Linked DNA regions of Ovis aries: region 2 is linked to region 1. A link is a contact called in public Hi-C data. All regions are on one chromosome and are shown on one strand. Each heading gives the region's core, a stretch centred on a gene start, on an enhancer-like site or on the middle of the called end of the contact. The rest is flanking DNA. Distances are from core to core; before and after follow the strand shown.

Evidence for each region. A called contact is a pair of places that touch in the nucleus more often than the background predicts.
Region 2: a Hi-C map of hypothalamus shows a contact between it and region 1, with 3 times the contacts expected there. The contact joins two enhancer-like sites. A contact is called at or near these places in 6 of 16 Hi-C or Micro-C datasets (hypothalamus, liver, mixed tissues and 3 more).

What each region holds. Positions count from the first base shown.
Region 1 is chr1:188,562,488-188,568,310 of ARS-UI_Ramb_v3.0, reverse strand. ADCY5 (adenylate cyclase 5) reads left to right here. Exons shown (of 21, transcript XM_027956458.3): 9 at 3,126-3,148; 10 at 4,483-4,627. Among named protein-coding and RNA genes, the nearest start is that of ADCY5, 120 kb to the left of the region's middle. Within about 2 kb of position 3,015, at least 2 of the 54 cell types and tissues checked have an H3K27ac peak or open chromatin away from gene starts, as enhancers often do. A contact at or near this core is called in hypothalamus, where this site is marked.
Region 2 is chr1:188,720,673-188,725,989 of ARS-UI_Ramb_v3.0, reverse strand. It overlaps HACD2 (3-hydroxyacyl-CoA dehydratase 2), which reads left to right. Exons shown (of 9, transcript XM_042232294.2): 9 at 1-1,351. Among named protein-coding and RNA genes, the nearest start is that of ADCY5, 38 kb to the right of the region's middle. Within about 2 kb of position 3,294, at least 14 of the 54 cell types and tissues checked have an H3K27ac peak or open chromatin away from gene starts, as enhancers often do. A contact at or near this core is called in hypothalamus, where this site is marked.

The sequences.
Region 1 (5,823 bases), core at 1,766-4,265:
GGAAGACTGAGAACAGGATGCAAAGAGGGAAGCTCTCATGCAGGTGGGAGGAAAGAGAAGCACAGAGGAGCAGGAAGACTGGAGAGAGAGGACAGGGAGGGTAAGGGGGAGAGAGATCTGGGAGAACAGAGAGGAAAGCGATGCGGTGGGACAGAGGTGAGGATGGAGACCCGAAGGGAGCCTGCTGTCCGTTCTCTGTTTAAAAATCTTTGGAAAGTTTTTTTCTCTAGTGATGTTTGGTATAAGTAGACTCTTCAGTTATTTCAGAGTCTCAGAGGAGCCAGTTTGGACTATAAGCACCTATTTGGCAGACACATTAATCATTGTTAGGACAAGAAGCCTTGGAAGAATTAGCAAAAAGGGCCGTAATTGGGAAACAGTCTCAGGGGAGACTGGCTGCCAGAAAGGTTCCTCGTGTTGTTAATTGCTTTGCCCAGAGGGGAGGAAATGGAAAGTGAGCAGAAGAAAAGTGTTGAGGACACCCCTGTAGGAGGAGAGAAGAGGCTCCCCACCCGCCTCCTTGCTGGGCAGAGTCACCCACGGGGCCAGCATCGAAGTACCATCTCCTGGGCCCCTGCCTGCCCAGAGTGTCCTGTCTGGAATACCATTGGCTTTGGGTGTTAAAACCTGCCCAGAAACCCTGGAGAAAGATACCCAAAAAGAGAGCTTCTTCTCGGACTTTCACTGAAGATGGGGTGGAGGGTGGGAATTAGATTAAGCAGTGACCGAGAGCACTTAGAGGGTAGTAACTAGCAGTCAGAAGCTTCCTTCTTTAAATCTTGATCCATCTTTTACCCAGCTTGTTAGGCATAGTGAGGAGCTGCACTGCTTTAGGCCTGTGTCGTAAAGTCTCTAAGGTTATTTATTAATACACAGGTTGGCAGGGGAGTGTGTAAGGTGGGGGCTCGGGGAGCAGACAGAAACCTGGGCTGAGCTGCTACCCAGAAGTGCGGAGGCAGAATTGCAGGAGCCCATCCGAGGGCCCTCCTCCCGGGGCGGAGTCCGCTGGCCTGCGGGTTGCTTCTGTGTTTGTCTGTTTTTGCCATTCCAGGGCTTCCTGGTGGCAAGCGGGCTCTCTGTTGGGGCGCACAGGCTTTCTCTAGCTGTGGCTCCTGGGTTTTTGGTCGTGGTGCACGGGCTTCTCTTGTTACAGGCTCTGGAGCGTGCAGGCTCTGAGGTTACGGCAGGAAGGCTTAGTTTCCCCAAGGCAAGTGGGATCTTAGTCCCCTGACCAGGGATCACACCCGCATCCTCGGCATTGGAAGGCGGATTCTCAACCATGGGACCACCAGGGGAGCCTCTGGCTTGTGTTCTCAGAGGCCCTTTGCTGTGGTTCATCCACCACAGTGTTTTCCGACAGTCGTCTCCTCACCACTCCAAGCCAGCACTCAGGGAGCCTAGAGCGGACACAGCCCCCAACAGGGGCCCATACAAATGACCAAAGGAACGCTGGAGAAAGTCAGAGACAGGTTTCTTAGAAACATTTCAGCTCTAGTACTGAGCTGTAGAGACCAGTATAGGCATAATGTGGCTTGGACGTCCTCTGAGTAAAACTGTTGCTGGCCCCGGTGGTGGAGGTGAGCAGGCCAGCCCTGCACCATGGCCTGTGGGGAGTGGGCCTTGTGCCCTGAGGGGTCCCGCCTGCCCCCAGATGGGGCACTCACCTGAGTGACCCCGGCTCCTCCAGCCTCGAGCAGGGACGGTGTGGTGGGCCAGATCTGTAGCTGGGATGGAGAGCTTGGAGGTTCTCAGAGGACAAGGAGAAGAGAAGGCCACCATCGGGCAGCCCAGGAGGCACTCAGAGCCCACGGTCGGGCCCTTGGATGTGGCACTAGGGGCTGCCAAGGCCCCTGAGGCACAGACACCTCAGTTCCCATGGGCCCCACGTTTATTCAGAGCTGGAAAGCTCTGACTCCTGGAGAACAACATAAGTCCCCCTCCTCAGTGGGAATGAAGAGAGATGTGTTCCTCTGGGGTTTGGGCCCCCTGACATTTACCAGCCCCCTGTCTGCCCAGCAGTATGTTCCACACGGGATCACGGGGACAGGAGGTCACCCTCTGCCCTTGTCCTGGCGACCTGAAGCTACCTGCCCTGGGTGCTTATGCCTCCCGCCCTGCCTCCAGAGTCCCACCCCTCCCCATGGAGGGGCCCCTCCCTCCCTTCCGTCACAGTCAGACCCTGACACACCGCTATCCTTCGTGGACTTTGTGATGGACTCTAGGTAGGGCCTTGAGGTTGGTAACTCGTAGGGGCCCCTCCCACCCTCACCTCTGCCCTTTGTGAGTGAACTTCAGAACAGCAGTCAAGCGGGGCAGGTTTGACTACAGGTATCTCATCTCCTGGGTCCCCAGCCACCCCCAGCCTAACAGGAACACAGATTCTCAGATACCAGAAAAGCTGTTTCAGGTGACCAGAGTTTCATTTTCTTAAGCTCAAAACTTGTGAACTCCCAGATTCTCTGTGTGCTTGGCAGTGGTAGGAGGTGAGTGTCCATGAGCTGTGTGTGCATGGGTGTGCACAGGCATGTGGGGACTCATTGACTTAGCAGTTTCTCTTATTTCCATCTAAGTAGGTGGAAGAATTGAGAGGGTAGCCACCAAGCCCCTGGTGGCTCAGACGGTAATGAATCTGCCTGCAATGCAGGAGACATGGGTTCGATCCCTGGGCAGGAAGATCCCCTGGAGAGGGGAATGGCTACCCACTCCCTTGCCTGGAGAATCCCATGGACGGAGGAGCCTGGTGGGCTACAGTCCATGGGGTCACAAAGAGTCAGACTCAACTGAGCAAGTAACACGTATATACCACCAAGCCCATGGTCCAGGAGGAAAGTGACGGGAGGTTTGGAGAAAGACAAGGAATCAGGTGTGGGGACTGGAAGAGCTCAGACACGTGGATCTTGCCAGTGGAGGAAGTGAAATCACAGTGCACCCCCAGTGTCTAGCATGGAGCCTGTCCCAACCCCAGCTGTGTTTGCCAAATGAAGGAAGGAGTGGACGGCCGAGTACAGTGCTGTCTGTGTCCAAGCTCTGGGTGAACTGTGGACAGAGGATGAGCTGCAGCCTCCGTGTCTTCATCCCCTCTGTTCTCACTCTCCTCTCCTCCTCTTTCCATCCCTCTTTTTCAGGGCTTTGAAGACCCCAAGGACAAGTGAGTCACGTGCCCTCCTTCAATCCTGCTCCTCGGTCTGGGGGCTGTCTCCAAGCTGCCTGGAGCTCGGTTTCTCTGCTCTATAGAGGATGAGCCCAGGACACGCAGTCTTGGCCACAAGTGAACAGAGCCCATTGCGCCTGAGAAACCAGCAGCCCTGGAGCCCAGGCCCCTGCAGAGAGGCTGGGTCTTGGTATCGCCCATTTATAATCTCCACTCCACACACACACGTGCACAAATACAACTACACACACACACACACACGTGCAGCTCCCAGGATGGGGAGGGCCTTAAACATTGGCCGCCAGCTCCTGGCCATACCCCAGGGACCCGAGGGAGTATCCCCTTCTCTCTCCTCCACTCCCCTGTCTCTGGGGCTGTCAGAAATCCCACTCAAGGACTGGGCTTCACTCTAGAAGTAGAGTGTTTAGTTCAGCACCAAAAGATTGTGCAACATGTTTCCCATAGAGTCCCTAGAGTCAGGCGAGAGCAGCCAGGAGGCTCCCAGGCCTTGTGGCAGAGGTCTTGCCTTCTGGTCTCAGCCTTTGATTTCAGGAGGATGGTACAGTGAAAGAGTGAAGAGCAGAGATTGTTACCTGCAGGGGGAAAAACAAACCTTTGATGATAATTCATACTATCATTGTCATATATAACATATATGGGCTTCCCAGGTGGTGCTAGTGGTAAAGAAAACCCGCCTGCCAATCCAGGAGATGTAAGAGACGCAGGTTCGACCCCTGGGTCGGGAAGATCCCCTGGAGGAGGGCATGGCAACCCACTCCAGTATTCTTGCCTGAAGAATCCCATGAACAGAGGAGCCTGGTGGGCTACATGTTTTATCATTTATCGTATAATAATATATATACCAATAGAGTTAGAAAATCCTTATGGTCAGGGGGCTTCCCTGGTGGTTCAGATGGTAAAGAGTCTGCCCACAATGCAGGAGACCTGGCTTCAATCCCTGGCTCGGGAGGATCCCCTGGAGAAGGGAATGGCAACCCACTCCATTATTCTTGCCTGGAGAATCCCATGGACAGAGAAGTCTGTCAGGCTACAGCCCATGGGGTGGCAAAGAGATGGACACTACTGAGTGACTAACACTTTCATTTTCACTATGGTCAGTGAAGCCCCCACAGCCCACGGGGCAGCTTTCTGCGCATGTAAGCGCCTAGGCTTCTGGCTGGCCTGGTGTCACTCTCAACTTCCCACCCCCTAATCAGAGTTGATCCAGCCCCTCTGGTGGGTCTGGGTACAGGGGCTGAGCCGGCAGTCCCCTGGCGGTAGCGCCCCCTGGTGGTAAGCCTGCCTTGTGTCTGCGGTTCCTTGCTCACCAGGAATGCCCAGGAAAGTTCGAACCCTGAGGATGAAGTGGATGAATTTCTGGGCCGTGCCATTGATGCCAGGAGCATCGACAGGCTGCGATCCGAACATGTTCGCAAGTTCCTCTTGACCTTCAGGGAGCCTGACTTAGAGAAGAAGGTACAGCACCCCATGTGGGAAGGAGGGGCCCCAGGAAGAATCAGGACCACAGGGAGGGGGTAGAAGCAACAAGCTGGCTCCCTTCCCACTTCCCTTACCATGGAAAGAGTGCCTCTTTGCCACCTCCATTTCCCCAGCTCTGATGCTGTCCTAACCAGGAAATGGGGCTTTTAGGAAGACTTTCTTGGTGGAAAAAGGTAAATCTTAATTTCTTTGTGCCTCAGTTTCCTTATCTGGAAAATGGGGATATTCGGCATACCTACTTCATAGTGTCAGTGAGGATTAAACAAGTCCATGTGTGTAAAACACAGGAAACAGTATCTGCCACATAGTAGATGTTCAGTAAATATTGCTGTGTGTATTATTGTTATTATAATGACAAATGGACCATCAGCTGCCTTTGGCACACTGGAACCTCAAAGTATTCGAGTTGGAAGGGATGTTCAAGAGCTCTTAAAGCTCAGAGTAGTTGGGTGACTTGCCCTAGGCCACCCAGTGAGGTGGTGACAGAGCCGGAAGCAGACAGAACAGGTCCAGGGCCTCAGCTACACGTCACAGGGTCTGCCTTGTGTTTGGGCAGCATGGGATCGAATGAACGCATGATCGTGGCCAAGTAAGGCACACCAGATCAGGAGGGGGAAGCTATGAGAAGGCAGCTTGGTCTGCTTACCGGCATAAATGGAACTGACTCATGCACTACCCTCTCTCTGCCAGCACAGCCATTCTTCCAGCTGGTTGATGTCATGGGAGGGGTGGGAGCTGGGAGTTAGGACCTTGGAGATGAACTCTGTGACTCTTGACAAGTCGCCTGGCTTCTCTGAGTCCCAGCGTGCTCATCTCTGACACAGAAACAGCAGCAGTCCTGTGCCTGTTTCCTGGGGCTCTTATGAGGATGTGCGGTGGTGCCTGCAGGCTCCGGCACGTGTCCTAGTGTGTAGGTGGCACCCAGGAACGCGTGCCATGATCGTTATGGATCACTCCCGTGGTGACCCAGCCTGCAGAGTTTCTGGTTTAACATAGTCAGCCGCCCTACCCACGGCCACCACAGTGTGGTGAGTGGACTGATTCCTTGAGATCTGAGGCCAGTGCTGTCTTGACCTGGCCTTCCAGGTGTCGGGAGTGGACGGTCCCGGCTGTGTCTGGGGTGAAGGGGGTTGGAGCAGACTGGCCGGGTGACTCCGCCCCCTCCCCCTGTC
Region 2 (5,317 bases), core at 2,045-4,544, 160 kb before region 1:
TTGATAAACAAAATATGTGGGAAGATTATTTTTCATGCTTTTTTCTCTTATTTTTCCAAAATGTTTTTCTACCATAAAATAGAATCAATTTGGGTTATATTAGCCTTATTACTTAAGCTGAGTAAGATTTTTTTCATTTGTGTTTGAAATAGTTATAGAAGATGGGATGAAAAATGCAAATTTTCCAGGATTGCTGGATTGGGAGTTTTATTCAGGCCTCTCTATTATAATTTGTCATTATTTATGAAAAACAATCTGTCACAAATAGTGGTCATGCATCCAATTAAACTTTGACAACAAGAATGCAGCAAATAACTCCCTTCTCAAAAAGGGTCTCAACCCCAGTGTGTATTTTTGTCCATCCACATTTAAAATGCTCGTTGCAGATAAGTAAGGCATGCACTGTGTCCTTCAGTCACCTCTCTCAGTAACTGGTTTCTTTATCTCTAATGTGGATTCGTTTCTCTTTGGAAGTGGTGGTGTTCGTTTATGAGCTGAGAGCGTCTAACCCACCGCATATCGCGTCTTGTAAGGTGTGGACGAGGAAGGTGGTGTTTTGGGGGGTATTTTGTCAGGCTCAACCACGTTCATTTCCAGGCAGAGTCAAAGGCATCGTCTGCCCCCCCCCAACCCCTACCTGATTGGGTGCTTCAGACCCCCTCTTCGGGGACCACCTTCTGGCAAAGAATTCTTTGAGATATGCAGTAGTGCCATATCGACACAAGCTGCTAATCTGCATCTTGCTGTGTTCTGTTTGCTAAGGTTGGAGTCATTGATTTAACACATACTGACTGTTTTCAAAGGCTCTGTGGAGAGTTAGTCATGGAATAAAGCACATCCACCTGATGGAAACGTTCCCCTGGAGCAAACTTCCGAGAGGAAGGGCTTAGAAGGTGTAGCTTTGAGGCATGTGAAGAGATTGTGCCCTCACTTCCACTTGTGTTTTTGGTTATTCATTTATAATAAAAGGTTGGCATTGATGTGGTACAACCTGCAAATTAGTTTCAATTCTGAGTTTTGGATAAAGCATTGTAAGACAAAATTGGTACATACCGCTCCTTTGAAATTTGGGTAAAAAATTATACAACCATATATAAAGTCATTTTTATATTTTTTCTATGTTGTGAAAACCAAAACTGTAATTTTATAAGTCTTTGATTCACTAAAATTATATAATTTAAATGTATTTTTTGTATATTTAGAAATAAGGAGTTCAAAGACTATGCTTAACTTTCTATGCATGCATTTGGAAGCTGTTTTTACCTGATAATGTAGAAATAAGTTGTATTCATAAAATACTGATCTGTGTTGCATTTCAAAATAAACTGGTGTGTTCTCTGCCTGGATTTGATATCCGACCAGTAGATCTGGTGATTTTTCACATTGAGTTGGCCTGAAAATGGTATTGTAGGATTATGGAAGTTTCAGTTCCATTATGGATTCCAGCTCTTTCTTAAAGTTCTTAAATCTATTTCTGCTCTTCATAATGGTTCTACACTTAAAGGAAAAGCAGACAAATTATATTGAGGTTTCGAAAAAATCATTCTTCCAAGCAGTCAGTATTCAAGCTTACCTTGCTAACCTCCAATCTGGCTGCAGAAGGACAGGACAGATTCATCATATAGGCGACCAGGAGAAATAAAAAATTAATCAGTAAAAGATTGGAGGGCCCTTGTCTTACAGTGTGTATGTATGTGTTTTAATCTAATTTGTCTAATATAAGAGAGGAAATACTGTTGCCCAGCAATGTTCACCTTATGAAACAAGCACTTGGTCAAGCGGTCCAGTACCTCCTCCTAAAAATACCTCCAAGCACAGAGCAATCCTAGAAACTGCTTTACTCACAGTAACAAGCGGGGAGAAAGACTGAGAGGATACTCAGCTCGGCTGCTTCCATCCTGCTAGTTCTAGACCCCAGATTTCTGCCCCTCAAAAGTGCTAATGTGTCCATGTGCCAGTCCCTTTCTAGTTATGTCTCTAGGTGGTCTCAGGGTGCCTCCAGCAGGGGCATGAGCCCACCGGAGTCTCCCAGGTCCTAGAGGTGTCACCCTTGTCCAGGACTGTGGCAAATGTTCCAAAGAGGAGCATATTTTTTCTGAATGCTGTCTGATCACAGAAATTACCAGCATAGTGGTTAGAACAGCCTCTCTCCTCGTATAGAGCTAATCTACTTTGGAGATAGGCACATTTATGAAAAGAAAATTATTTCAGCTGAAACTGAGGAACAGATGGTAAAGTTAATAGTAGAGGCTATCCAGAAAATACAACTTTTCCATCTTAGAGTGGCAATGGGAAACCAGCCAGGTCTTTGTAATTTGTCATTGTCATATTTTATAGCAATTATGTGTACTATGTTAACATAAGCTCCAGCCTTAGGAATTACCATTGGTATAATTGAGGCCCACTGCTACACACAGTATTCCGAAAATACTGCTCTGTTGTTCTGTTCCCTTTAACAAGAATGAAGAAACTAGCTTTGCAATTCCGTATATTTTTTTTATTCCAGCATTACAAATAGACTAGTTCGTTGTTATAGTTTGGTGGTGAAGAAACTGTTCTAAACATTTATTACCAAAAATAGCTATACCTATTAACATTCCCCTGCCTGCAACTAGGAACCAGAGTTAGAAGAGAGCTGTGTAGGTTTTTCTGACCTACACTTTGATTTAAACATGTGAGAAACTAATCTGGGTTGTTTTTTTTTCTTTTTTCAGATTTAGAGATATAACCCTTACTGTTACAGGGCAAGATCTCATTACCAAAAATAATCTTTTTTTCCCCACAAAAAGGCAATTCACCCTAAGAGTCACTTGATAAGCAAAAATAAAATATGTGAGAGGCAGTGTACTTTAAGCACCTAATACCCCTTTCATAAATCTGTTTATGTTTGGAAATTGTATTTTCTGTTCACTAATTCCAGAACATGGACTTATTACCATGGCAGCGCTTCCACATCTATCTATGACCGTGACCGTGGATGCAATCCCGATGCTTTTCCATGCTGGACTTAGTTAAAGCCCTAAGGCCATTTCCGCCTCCGTGTTGTCATAGCTGGGTGGCCCCACTGGGGGGCAGCACCTCACAAGCGATTGGAGGTCTGGGGAATCCAAGGCGTTTGGAACGTAGCTTTGACCCAAGGGCAGAAAGGCGCACTAATAAAGGTCAGTCACAGACTTCTATTGTCCATATAAAGGAAAGGCAGCCTCGTGTTTTGGAGGGGTACAGGAAATAACACTTTTTTAGAGCAAAAAACCCCAGTTTGGATTTGAGCTTTGAGGCTCCAGCTGTTCTCTTCCTGCTGCGGAGACCTCCCTGGCTGGGACTGCCGCAGGCTGCCTGGTTTTGAAATGAGAGATATTGGAGCTGGTCATAAAGCAGGTGTTAGTGCTCCTGCTTAATGGAGAGCCTGCTTGTTAATCTCTGAAACATTCAGGGAGGTCAGTTCCCGCTCTTCTTCTGTCCCTGGATATTTTTGGAGGGTGGCCTGGGCCATGAGAAAATGTCAGGCCACCTTATAAGGCCGCGTCTGGCCCCGAGAATGCTTGTCTGCAGCGTGTCCAGTACACTCTGTGGGTGTGAGTTGACTCTTGGACTGTGAGTTTTCTCACAGATTTAAAATACTTCTATTCATGCCAGGGATTATTCTTACTCTTTAACAGGCTTAAAGTCTTCCCCACGAGCTGTTTAAATGACACCAATTTTGGCCATACCCAGTAGATCACCCAAGGCATGTGTAATCCCTCACAGCCACACTAGTTGTTTGTGCCAGGGCAGATAGTCTACTGCAGGTGGTTTGTTTATTTTTCTAGTGTATGTCAAAGTGGAATCCACAGAATATTAGTTCTGGGGGCAGTGGGAGTACAAGTATGTTAGGGAGTGGGGGGTTTCTGTGGTTTAAAAAGTTGAAAAGTTTTCTCTCCTGCTGGACTTTGTATATCTTTTCTCATGTGAACACAGTTTGTGAATCTCCAAGAAAGGGGGAGCTGATGCAGGGCCAAAGCCACTTTCAACCTTATCCTTGAAACATCTTCAGGGCTAAAGCTCCTTGAACACCATGAAAAATGCTAATCTGTTGGCAGCTTTCCCCATCAGAGAACATGAATACATCCTGAGGGGAAAAAAAAAAAAACAAAAGAGGGCTTAGCCTGGGATCTGGGAAGATTTTCCTTGTTTTTTTTTTGTTTGTTTGTTTGTTTGTTTTTTAAAAAACAACCATCCCAAATAGGTAAATGAATTGCACATTAGATTGAGAGCCCAGAAGTCGGCAGCCCTGGATGGGGTCTCCCCTTCACTTGTTTCTGCTGCATCTGAAGGGAGCTTACCAGTGGATGAGAGCTTGTCTGAGAAGACCCAGATGGAACTGCAGCCCCAAACTGGGTCAGTCCAACCCCCACTGCCCCTGTGCCCACACCCCAGATTTCTCAAGCTTCTGCTGCCAGCGCCCTTTATTCAGGCTCGGGTCCTTGAAGCTCCCGGGGTCTTCCTGACTTCACTGTCAATCCTGAATACCCCCAGGTGCTGGCTACTTTGTCCTGCTGTGCCCTGTTATGTGACAAGTCCCCAGAGTTCCTTTTGCTCTGGGCCCTTGTCAGTTGGCATCCTCCCCATGTCAGCTCACCATGTTCATAGATCCTTAAAGCCAGGGAAGCCATCAGTCTCTGTGCAGAAGAAACTTGGGACCTGAGAGGGCATGTGACTTTTCCAGGGCCACACAGTGAGACAGCTGGGACCAGCTCTCTGCCCCACCCACACAAGGGCAGCTCCAGGGCTGTGCCCTGCCCTCTGCTGCCCACACCCATCATGGCTTTGCTGGAGCTCCTAACCCTTTCTTGTTTCCCATCTCCCTATTCCCCAGTCTCTTATGCCCACGACCCCTCAACCTTCCCAACCTTCTGCCAGACTCCACCATTTGACCACTGTAATCAGGAACCCCCATGCCCTCTGCCCTCCCATCCCACCCTCTTGGCAAAACCCCAAGCTCAGATCATGTGCCTTCTCCCCTTGCCCGTGCCTCACCCTGGGGGCTGCCTGCCTGGCACTGCCCAGGATTCTCTTAAACTCGATCCCCCTTAGACCTCTGACTCACTCCCAGTCCCAGATTGCACCCCCAGTTTAACAGAAATCTACCATCAGGTAGCAATTGCTTCAGCTCTCTATTCCCACCCCTAGAGACTTACCCATACAGAGCATACCCTTCGCTTTACCTCCTGTTGGAATGGATGGGGCAACCTTCTGTCCAAAGTTAATCCCTCCCTTGTACTCCATAGATGTTTCCCTCCCCCACGCTCCAGGACCTCACTGCAGCCGTTCCTCGCTG